Regions from separate parts of the Mus musculus genome. Here all the other regions are linked to region 3. The links are chromatin contacts, called in public HiCAR-type and promoter capture Hi-C maps. All regions are on one chromosome and are shown on one strand. The core of a region is the stretch at or near the end of the contact, and the rest is flanking DNA. Distances in the headings are between cores, read along the strand shown. Region 1 has its middle 38 kb from the start of Gm23097. Region 2 holds the start of Dcun1d5 (DCN1, defective in cullin neddylation 1, domain containing 5 (S. cerevisiae)). Region 3 holds the start of Aasdhppt (aminoadipate-semialdehyde dehydrogenase-phosphopantetheinyl transferase).

Region 1 (2,700 bases), core at 88-2,587, 2.4 Mb after region 3:
GCTTTGGGTGTACCTGAATTATCCCAAATGATTGTGGAAGCAGCCAAGTCACTGCCCCCACTCTGGGTAGGGGACATAAATCCTCATTTTCAACAGATTTTTCCAAAGATGGTGGCCCTGTTATTTGCAGCCCCCAAATCAGAGCCCACTGCCAGTACAATTGATGACCATTCCAATCACTACATGAAGTAGACAGGCGATAACGTTAGCAAGTGAATGATAAGCATGGCCTTGTTTTGTGCTGTTGCATAAAAGGAGGAATTTGAAGTGATGGGCTGGTTTTAATATGAGGAGTGGGTACATCACTGTGTTTACTTGATGAAATTTTACTGGTTCATTTATCATTTGCATGCATTTCAGTATACAATATAATTGATGTCATAATAAAGATGTATATAGGTCAAGAAAATAAGGGGGGCTTTTTTCAAAGTGGCCTAGGGACAAAAACATTTTGTTTGAGGATTCCCTTAATTTAGGGAATTAAAAGTAAAAGTGGATTCATTCTTGTTGTTAAAGAGCACATGAAGAGGGAGAGTAGTAATGGACGGGTATTTTTACAGAGTTCGGACTGGAATGGGAGAATATCTTTCAAAACATACAGTCATGTATGAAATTCTAAGGATCCACATTCAGATACTTGTTCTAATAATAATTTGCCATATGTCCTTGTCTCTAGTACTACTATATGATACTAAAAGATGTGTTGCAGGGAGTCTATCAACAAAGAGAAACAGAAAATCAACTGAACAATTGCTTCATACTCGGGGAAACTGGAGTGGGAAACTGGTGTTTAGTAACAGAAATATAGAGCCCCAAAGGACCAGTTGCTTGCGTCTTGAACATTAAAAGTCAAATACAAACAATGCTTGGCATGATCCCTGAGCAGTTTCTGAAGAATTGACCAGATATTTTTTTCTCAGACATTCCTTTCAAGAAGTGCTTTGTTACAGGAATCATTTCCAAGAATCTAGTCACAATAGTCACAAACACCGGTCCTTCCTTCGTTGGTCTAAGGAATTCTTGGCATTTGGAGAGTCACAGGACTTTCTTAAGTTAGAGGAATGCAGTCTATGCCTCTATGCCGTGTGTGCCTGAGACTGCATGTGTTCAAGAAGTGAAACAAGTCTCATGGCGCCTATAAATTACCAGCACTGAGGGGCACCAGGCAGGGCAATTCTCTGCATTTCATTCTGTGCAACCTCTTACAGTTATGGGATGTCATTGTTCAGTCTTCGGCACTGGGCAACAACTCTTTACGATTATAATAATCCTACTGAACACATGTGCTGTGCAGAACCCTTTAAAATCCTATTTGTGCGTTGTGAGTTACACAGACCAGGGTTTTTGCCAGCTGGGTCCAGTGCAGGCTGTTCTGGGTCATGACTGAGCGCCAACTGACTCGATATTATTAGTGTGGTGTACTTTGATCGCCTCCTGGTGTTGATTCTGTGTAACAGCAGCTGACATCTGACTGGTAGTTTTCAAGCAAATAAATAAAAGCAAAAGATGAATGGATTGACCTGGAAAGCTGGTCCTACAATATCTAAATGATTACATCAGTGGTAGGTCAAGAGAGAGACGGTGAACAGACAAAGAGGACCTTGGGATATTCTACAGCAATATCGCTTCTTTGCAATTTTGCAGTCTAAAGCTTTAAAAGGCTTAGCTTTGAATTATTGTAACATTCATCTCACCTCCCAGCAGTATCGAGTTTGGCACAACATTTCAAACAAAAATCCAACAGGATTAAGTGACCACTCGTTAATTTTAAGCAACACATCTGAGTGTGTAGGATGGATAGGTCCAGCACTCTTTGTGAGGACACTGTGTGGGATGTTAACAGACTTAGTAGTCACAGCAGCTTCTTTATGCTCATACCACTGAAAGTATTTGTGGGGAGATATGAATTCTACCTGTGCAATAGTCTGAATACTGAAAGATACTGGTACTGTGTCTACATGTGAAATTAAAATTTTAGGTAAATACGCCAGCCTGAGTTTATCTCCAGATACCAATGCTAACTTGAGCATGTGGTAGCCTAAGCCAGGAATGTCTTGTGCTGATCCAGCTCCCAAAGTCTTTGTTATAAAGGTTTGGTTTTCATGTTTTATCTATTACTCATGCTAATATGGCTATGACCCCCTTTTTTCTTTTTTTGAAAAATAGATTACTTTCTCAAACAATATATCCTGATTATAGTTCCCCCTCCCTCTACTCCTCTAAGTTTCTTCCCACCTCCCCTCCCTCCCAGAACCACTCCCTTTCTGTCTCTCATTAGAAAAGAACAGGCTTCTAACATAACAACCAAACATGACAAAATAAAATATAAAATTAAGCAAAAACTATCATATCGAAGTTAGACAGCAACCGAACAGGAGGAAAAGGGTCTTGAGAGCAGGCATGAGAGTCAGAGACCCACTCATTCTTACAGTCAGGAGTCCCTTTAAAATACCAAGCTAATACCCAATAACGTATATACACACACACACATATATATGTATATATATGTATACATATATATGCATATAAATATATATGTATGTGTGTGTGTGTGTGTGTGTGTGTGTGTGTGTGCGCGCGCGTACACACACATACATATATCCTGGTACAGGTCTGTGTAGTAGGCCTTGTGCTTGCAGTTTCAGTCTCTGTGAGTTCATATGTGCCTGTCTTAATTGATTCAGAGGGCTTTGGTCTCCT
Region 2 (2,700 bases), core at 77-2,576, 2.9 Mb after region 3:
GTGCTTAATCTGTTTATGTTGTGCCACTCTACTAACAGACGGCTAAAATGCATTTTTAAGATTTTTCTTCATAAAGTTGATGAGTACCTTAGGATCTAAACCAGAATACCCTTTTGTTTTAATACTACTTCCTTTCCTTTCCTTCTTGTGACTTAGTCAAAGAAAATTAGACCACATAACAAAGAACTCAGCACCCTCATAGCTTCTCATTATTTACTATATAGAAAATCAAGAACTATCACGAGCAGCAGAAAAAATTAAATCACATAACTAGGTGCTTTTCTGTACACAGACATAATGTCCCTTCCCAAGTCTCACAACCTGAGTTCCACCTCAAGAGTGACAAGATTGATGGAGAAAATGAACTTTCAAGTTGTCATCCCAGCACTGGCACACAAGTGCCCCCACAATAAATACATATATAAAACAAACAAACAAAAAAAAAACCCTTCATCTTTCAGTTGTCTACTTCCTGTAGGGAGTTCTGTTTTAGAGCTTACATTTTATAATTTTCATGTAAAAACAATGTTTCGTGCATTGTTTATAATAGAGTCGAATGGGTTATAGGTTTGAACATTATGTTCACTGTTAAAAAAACATTAACTATATGCACCAAACATTGAAGTGTCCTCTCTCAGGAAACTTGTGAATTCCAGGGCATATTATGTATCCAGGACTCATTACAACAACCGGTTTTTTTCTTTCTCCTTGACTAGATTAGGGTCCCACGATGCAGTCACAGAACCACAGGGATAGAATTTAAAGAAACAGTCTTCTGTCACAGTTGGGTTACAAACATGGACTTCATTCACTAAGAATCTTCTATGAGATAATTTTACCTAGCAAACCTTTCTTATAAGCAGTATTTCCATTAGAAGTGACGTGATTACTGTTTCTTGAGAGCAGCCCATTAGAACAGTTCCCCAAATCCTCTGTAATAAGTCAGTCCGTTTCCCAGTCTCTTATCCAAGAGGAGAGTTCCTCAGAAGTAAAACATGGAGGCGTTGCCTCAGCACAGGAGGAAGCCATAAACTGACCCTGAGCATGAGGGAGAAAAGGACAAGGAGCGCGAGAAGTTGATCTCAGGCCCACCAAGAACACCCGAAAAAACTGGAGCGGTTGCACGTCAGGAGTGGGCACACTCACGCATGGCTCCTCACCAGATTACTTCGCTCGCCAGCTGTGGAGCGTTTATGATTTCTAGAAAGGACTTCCCGCTGGAAACCCGCCAGAAAATCTCCGGAGATTCAGGCTCCACCTGCAGAGACAAAAAATCCCAAAGTAGAGAGACCGCTCCAGGCCCTGCGAGCTTCCTTTCTACGTCACTTCCGGTCCAGAGCCATCCGCTTCCGGGTCAGGCTAAGCCGCCTGCTCTTCGCTGCTACTGTAGGTGCCGCGCTGTCGGCGTTCGCTGCTCCTGGAAAAGCCCGAGCCGCGACACCGCCGGCCTTAGCGCTGCGCTGCCCGGAACCGCCCCTAAAGAGGAGACCCGGGGCGGGGTCGCGCCTCGGGCCTCCGCTGCGGTCCCCGGCAGGCGGGAGCCGGCGCTGCGGGGCCTGCGGCGGAGCGCGATACCCCTCCCCGGCCGCCCTGTCTACCTTGCCGGGGAAGGCGGAAGATGCCAGTGAAGAAGAAGAGAAAAGCTCCCGGAGTGGCAGCGGCGGTCGCGGAAGACGCGGGCCTCAAAAAGTGTAAAATCCCCAGGTACTGCCTGTCCCCACCCCGCTGGCTCTCTCCTTCCCCCGGGGCCGGACAGGCCGCTAGCCGGGAGGAGAGGGGCGAGCCCTCTCAGGCGAGGCGGTCGGTGAGGCGCCCAGTCTCCGCTCCGCGCGGGACCGAACCGCGTGTTCGCCTGTACGTGCTCTCTGTCGTACTTGGACAAGCTCTGAGATTCGTCCCACTTTGTTGTCTGCGTGCCCAGAGGGTAGGAAACAGACGACCGTACGTATGCATTCTCCATCAAATTTCCCAACCGAGAAGTGAGCGCGGATCTGCCAAGATTCACGGCGTCCTTGTGTCACACTAAATCGAGCAGAATTGGCTTGGTCCCCACATTGTTAAATGTCAGAGTGTGAAAAAAGGAGCAGAGCTTGAAGAGTTTTGACAGCTGCCTTGGGAATGATGGAAAGAAAGCCTTTGCTATAATTGGTCTCCCGAGTTAGCATTTAAAGTGGCCTAACCTGGACGATCCCAGCAGGAGGCCTTTTAAATCGCTGGAGCCTAGGCTTCTGGACGCACCAATGCCTCCACTTCACCTGTACCAGTTCCGTACACTTAATTGGAAAAGGCCCTTGTGGTTTTTGTTTTCTGGCATTAAGACGCTGGTAGCTCTCAACCTCCTTTTAGGCGTTAGCAAGCTATTGTGCTCCATGTTCTCTTAGGGGAAAAGAAAACAAAGCAGAACTGTAAGTTAGAGCCCTTTACTCGCTTTGTGGCATATACTCAATCATCACAGATTCATTCCTCAGAAAGTCATTGCGATTTAGCTTTGAGAAGTGGGCTTCTTCCCATACACTTTGAGTTGTTTTTGTATTAATGGTCGACACTTAAAGTGACAAATACTACCATTACAACAAGACAGCCTGGAACAACAATATCAACTAATCAGTACCCCCAGAACCTATGTCTCTAACTGCATAGGTAGCAGAAGATGGCGTAGTTGGCCATCACTGGAAAGAGAGGCCCTTTGGTCTAACAAAC
Region 3 (2,700 bases), core at 4-2,503:
AGTCCTTTCATTGGAGCTGTGCTTCAAAAAGGCTTCTTAAAAATTCATGCTGAAGCTTAATTGCCAATACAAGAGCACTGCAAGGCCATAGCGGGTACCACCTTCATTAATAAACTTATTATCCCAGTCCTCAAGGGTTTCCTTGAACTCAGAACAATGAGCTTAAAGAAGCTCATCTTTGTAATTCAGCCTCGCTTATTTTGTAACAAGAAAAAAACAAAAATACTTAGAAAAATGATGATACCTAAAGAAAATGTAGCTAACAATTTAAAGGGGTTAAAAGGTACAGTAATATAGAATCTACTGTCTCTATAGATAAAAGTTAAAGGAAATGCATCCTTTTTGGTTAAATGTTTTATCAGTAAATTAAGTACTGCCAGTAAACTTACAACTGCCTAATAGTTAAGATCTGAGACATAAAACACTTAATATGTCATAAAAGTGAACCATCACCTGGAAAACTAGTCTTCATGATATCAATGCCAACCTGTACCTCAGGTTCTGCAGCAAGAACTGCATAGTCCCCTTGGTGAGAGATGTTAAAGTTGAAATTGGGATATGGATTCAACGAGTCTTTCGCAAGAACCGGCTTTCCCTTTGAAGTTCTCTGCAGACGGATATGATCCCAAGGGATATTCAATTTCTCTGCAACTAATTTCCTTATCATCAAACGACCAGCCTGTTCAGACATAAAACACACGGTGTGTATTGCTATCTACTAATCGCATAAGTACACTGCTTAGAAAGTATATTTATGGCTTCTAAGTTTCAAAGTATAAACACATTCATTAGTAAACAGACGATTACTCCATAGGCCCCGCCTCCAATTTTAGGGTAAGGGTCTCCACAGGCAACCTCACAAGGGAAGACTAGATGTGAGTGACCCAGGCCTCCGGGATACGAAGGCTGAAGACGGTCGCACGCACTCCGGAGGCTCCGAGACCGCAACGCCACGAGCGCACGTGGGAGTCCGCAGCCCGGCCCGCCTCCCAAAAGTCGCAGGCCTCAAGTACCAAGGCTGCCTTGGCGTCGCGGGCAAACACGAACTTGCCGATGCGCTCCTTCTCCTCCGGCTGGATAGACCGCATCGCCAGAAGCCATTCGGCTCGACTTGGCAGCCAGGTACCGCAGGAGAATGCCCAACGAACGCCCTCCATGGATGGCACCACGCACAGCCTCTTAGCGGGGAACACCATACGACCGGCTCGGTCCGCTGATCCTCAAGCCAGGTAGAGCAGACGCTGACGTAGCCACGCCCCGTCGCTCCGGAGTCTGCGCAAAGGGGCAGCACCTCGCAACAGACGTTACCAGGCTCCACCCCTTTTCAGGCGTCTGTGCGAAGTAGCTGGACGCCCGGCTTAGAAGTTTCACAGACCCCCCCACCCCCACCTTTAGTTCAGGGTTGAGCGTGGGGGCGTGGCCTGACGCAGCTTCGCCCCCAACCTGTACGTCTCCTACGGAAGCCGGCAGGGCGGTTTGGGGCGGAGATTCAGAGTCAACCCAGAGCTCTGCGGCACGGCGTGACGTCTTGTGAGCTTAGCTCGCTCTCCTCGGAAAGGGCGGGACCAGAGTTTCTCAGAACCGTTTTAGCTGCTCACTCTGGAGAAAGAGCTAACGAGACAGTCGCACAAGCCAATCGCAGCCGGAGTTTACAGGCTGGGCCTGGGTGGAGACTTCACCGACTGCAGTTGCAGGTGGGTGAGCTGTGCGGTTTGAGGGAGGAGTGGGCTTGGACCGGCTTGGACCGGCTTGAATCTGGCTGTTGGAGGCAAGGCTCCTACTACTCTCGGTTGTGGTGCATCTCGTGAGCGCTCCGGAAAGGAAAGGTCCGCAGCGAGGAGCCTTCTGCACAGGGAGTTCTATATGGCAGCCGGCAGGGAGGTGACCCTTCCCTTCGTTTGCCAATGGGCCCTCCGCAGACCTCCCTGTCTACCCCGGGCCAACCGAGAACAGAATCGGTGGTGCAAGCCCTCTAAGCTTTGCTGTGCCCCTCAAGGGTTCTGCGCACCTTGATGCCTCATGCTGTTCTTCCTGCCGTCACACCAGTGCATTTCTGTTTCCTTGGTTGCTTGTGTAGATGGATGTCGGTGCTCTTCTGTGAACATCCATTTGAACAAAGTCGAGGACGAGTTAGGGTCCATGGAAAAGTTGGTCTCTGCAGATGAATGTGGATTTCGTGGATGATGGTAGATAGGTGTCATGCTGATTCAACCTTTCTAAGGTGGCCAGAAAGTATCTGGGAAAGCTAGCAATAATCTAATCTACACAACCACTGTCCATTAGTTCTGTATTCCTAGAGATGGGTATAGTCTGATCTGTACTTATTCCCATTAACATTTTTTGTGATATTACACACCCCTCGAGTCTTCTGCAGCTACATGGCAGTTTGAGTCACTCACACACAGACATTGCTATCTTGATATAACCCCTTATCTGTTAAAAGAGTGAGTGAGGTGCTATTTAAGATGTGAATATTGCAAAGACCTCATAATGTGACAAGGTATCTGAAGCACACAGAAAAAGCTACAGTAAGCAATGTGGGGATGAATAAAGACAGCAAGCACTAATACCCTTATCAGTAATTATAATAATTCAAGTTCTGTTTTTCATCCTATGTAGCTAAGAATCCTGTTATAGTGTCTTTCCCCGTGTTTTTGATGATAGTGTGGTGACGTGGGCCAGAGCAGTTCAAGTAGGACA

Evidence for each region. Promoter capture Hi-C pulls out the DNA fragments that hold promoters and counts their contacts. HiCAR-type assays count read pairs that join an accessible place to other places.
Region 1: a contact with region 3 is called in a HiCAR-type map of astrocytes, with 9 times the contacts expected there. The contact joins the enhancer-like site here to the promoter of Aasdhppt in region 3. A contact is called at or near these places in 3 of 39 promoter capture datasets (the 3T3-L1 cell line, cranial neural crest and hippocampal neurons) and 1 of 115 datasets of contacts at active chromatin or transcription factors (astrocytes).
Region 2: a promoter capture Hi-C map of pre-B cells shows a contact between it and region 3, with 4 times the contacts expected there. The contact joins the promoter of Dcun1d5 here to the promoter of Aasdhppt in region 3. A contact is called at or near these places in 12 of 39 promoter capture datasets (the 3T3-L1 cell line, HPC-7-derived erythroid cells, cranial neural crest and 7 more), 1 of 484 Hi-C or Micro-C datasets (the G1E-ER4 cell line), 1 of 115 datasets of contacts at active chromatin or transcription factors (astrocytes) and 3 of 9 other capture datasets (adipose tissue, liver and macrophages).

Annotation. Positions count from the first base shown.
Region 1 is chr9:6,667,219-6,669,918 of GRCm38.p6, forward strand. No RefSeq gene overlaps it. Among named protein-coding and RNA genes, the nearest start is that of Gm23097, 38 kb to the right of the region's middle. Within about 2 kb of position 1,338, at least 60 of the 459 cell types and tissues checked have an H3K27ac peak or open chromatin away from gene starts, as enhancers often do. A contact at or near this core is called in astrocytes, where this site is marked.
Region 2 is chr9:7,183,179-7,185,878 of GRCm38.p6, forward strand. It overlaps Dcun1d5 (DCN1, defective in cullin neddylation 1, domain containing 5 (S. cerevisiae)), which reads left to right and starts at 1,327. Exons shown (of 8, transcript NM_029775.3): 1 at 1,327-1,704. The coding sequence starts at 1,619.
Region 3 is chr9:4,308,241-4,310,940 of GRCm38.p6, forward strand. Aasdhppt (aminoadipate-semialdehyde dehydrogenase-phosphopantetheinyl transferase) reads right to left here and starts at 1,254. Exons shown (of 6, transcript NM_026276.3): 1 at 1,014-1,254; 2 at 454-679. The coding sequence starts at 1,196. Kbtbd3 (kelch repeat and BTB (POZ) domain containing 3) reads left to right here and starts at 1,503. Exons shown (of 3, transcript NM_001164574.1): 1 at 1,503-1,694.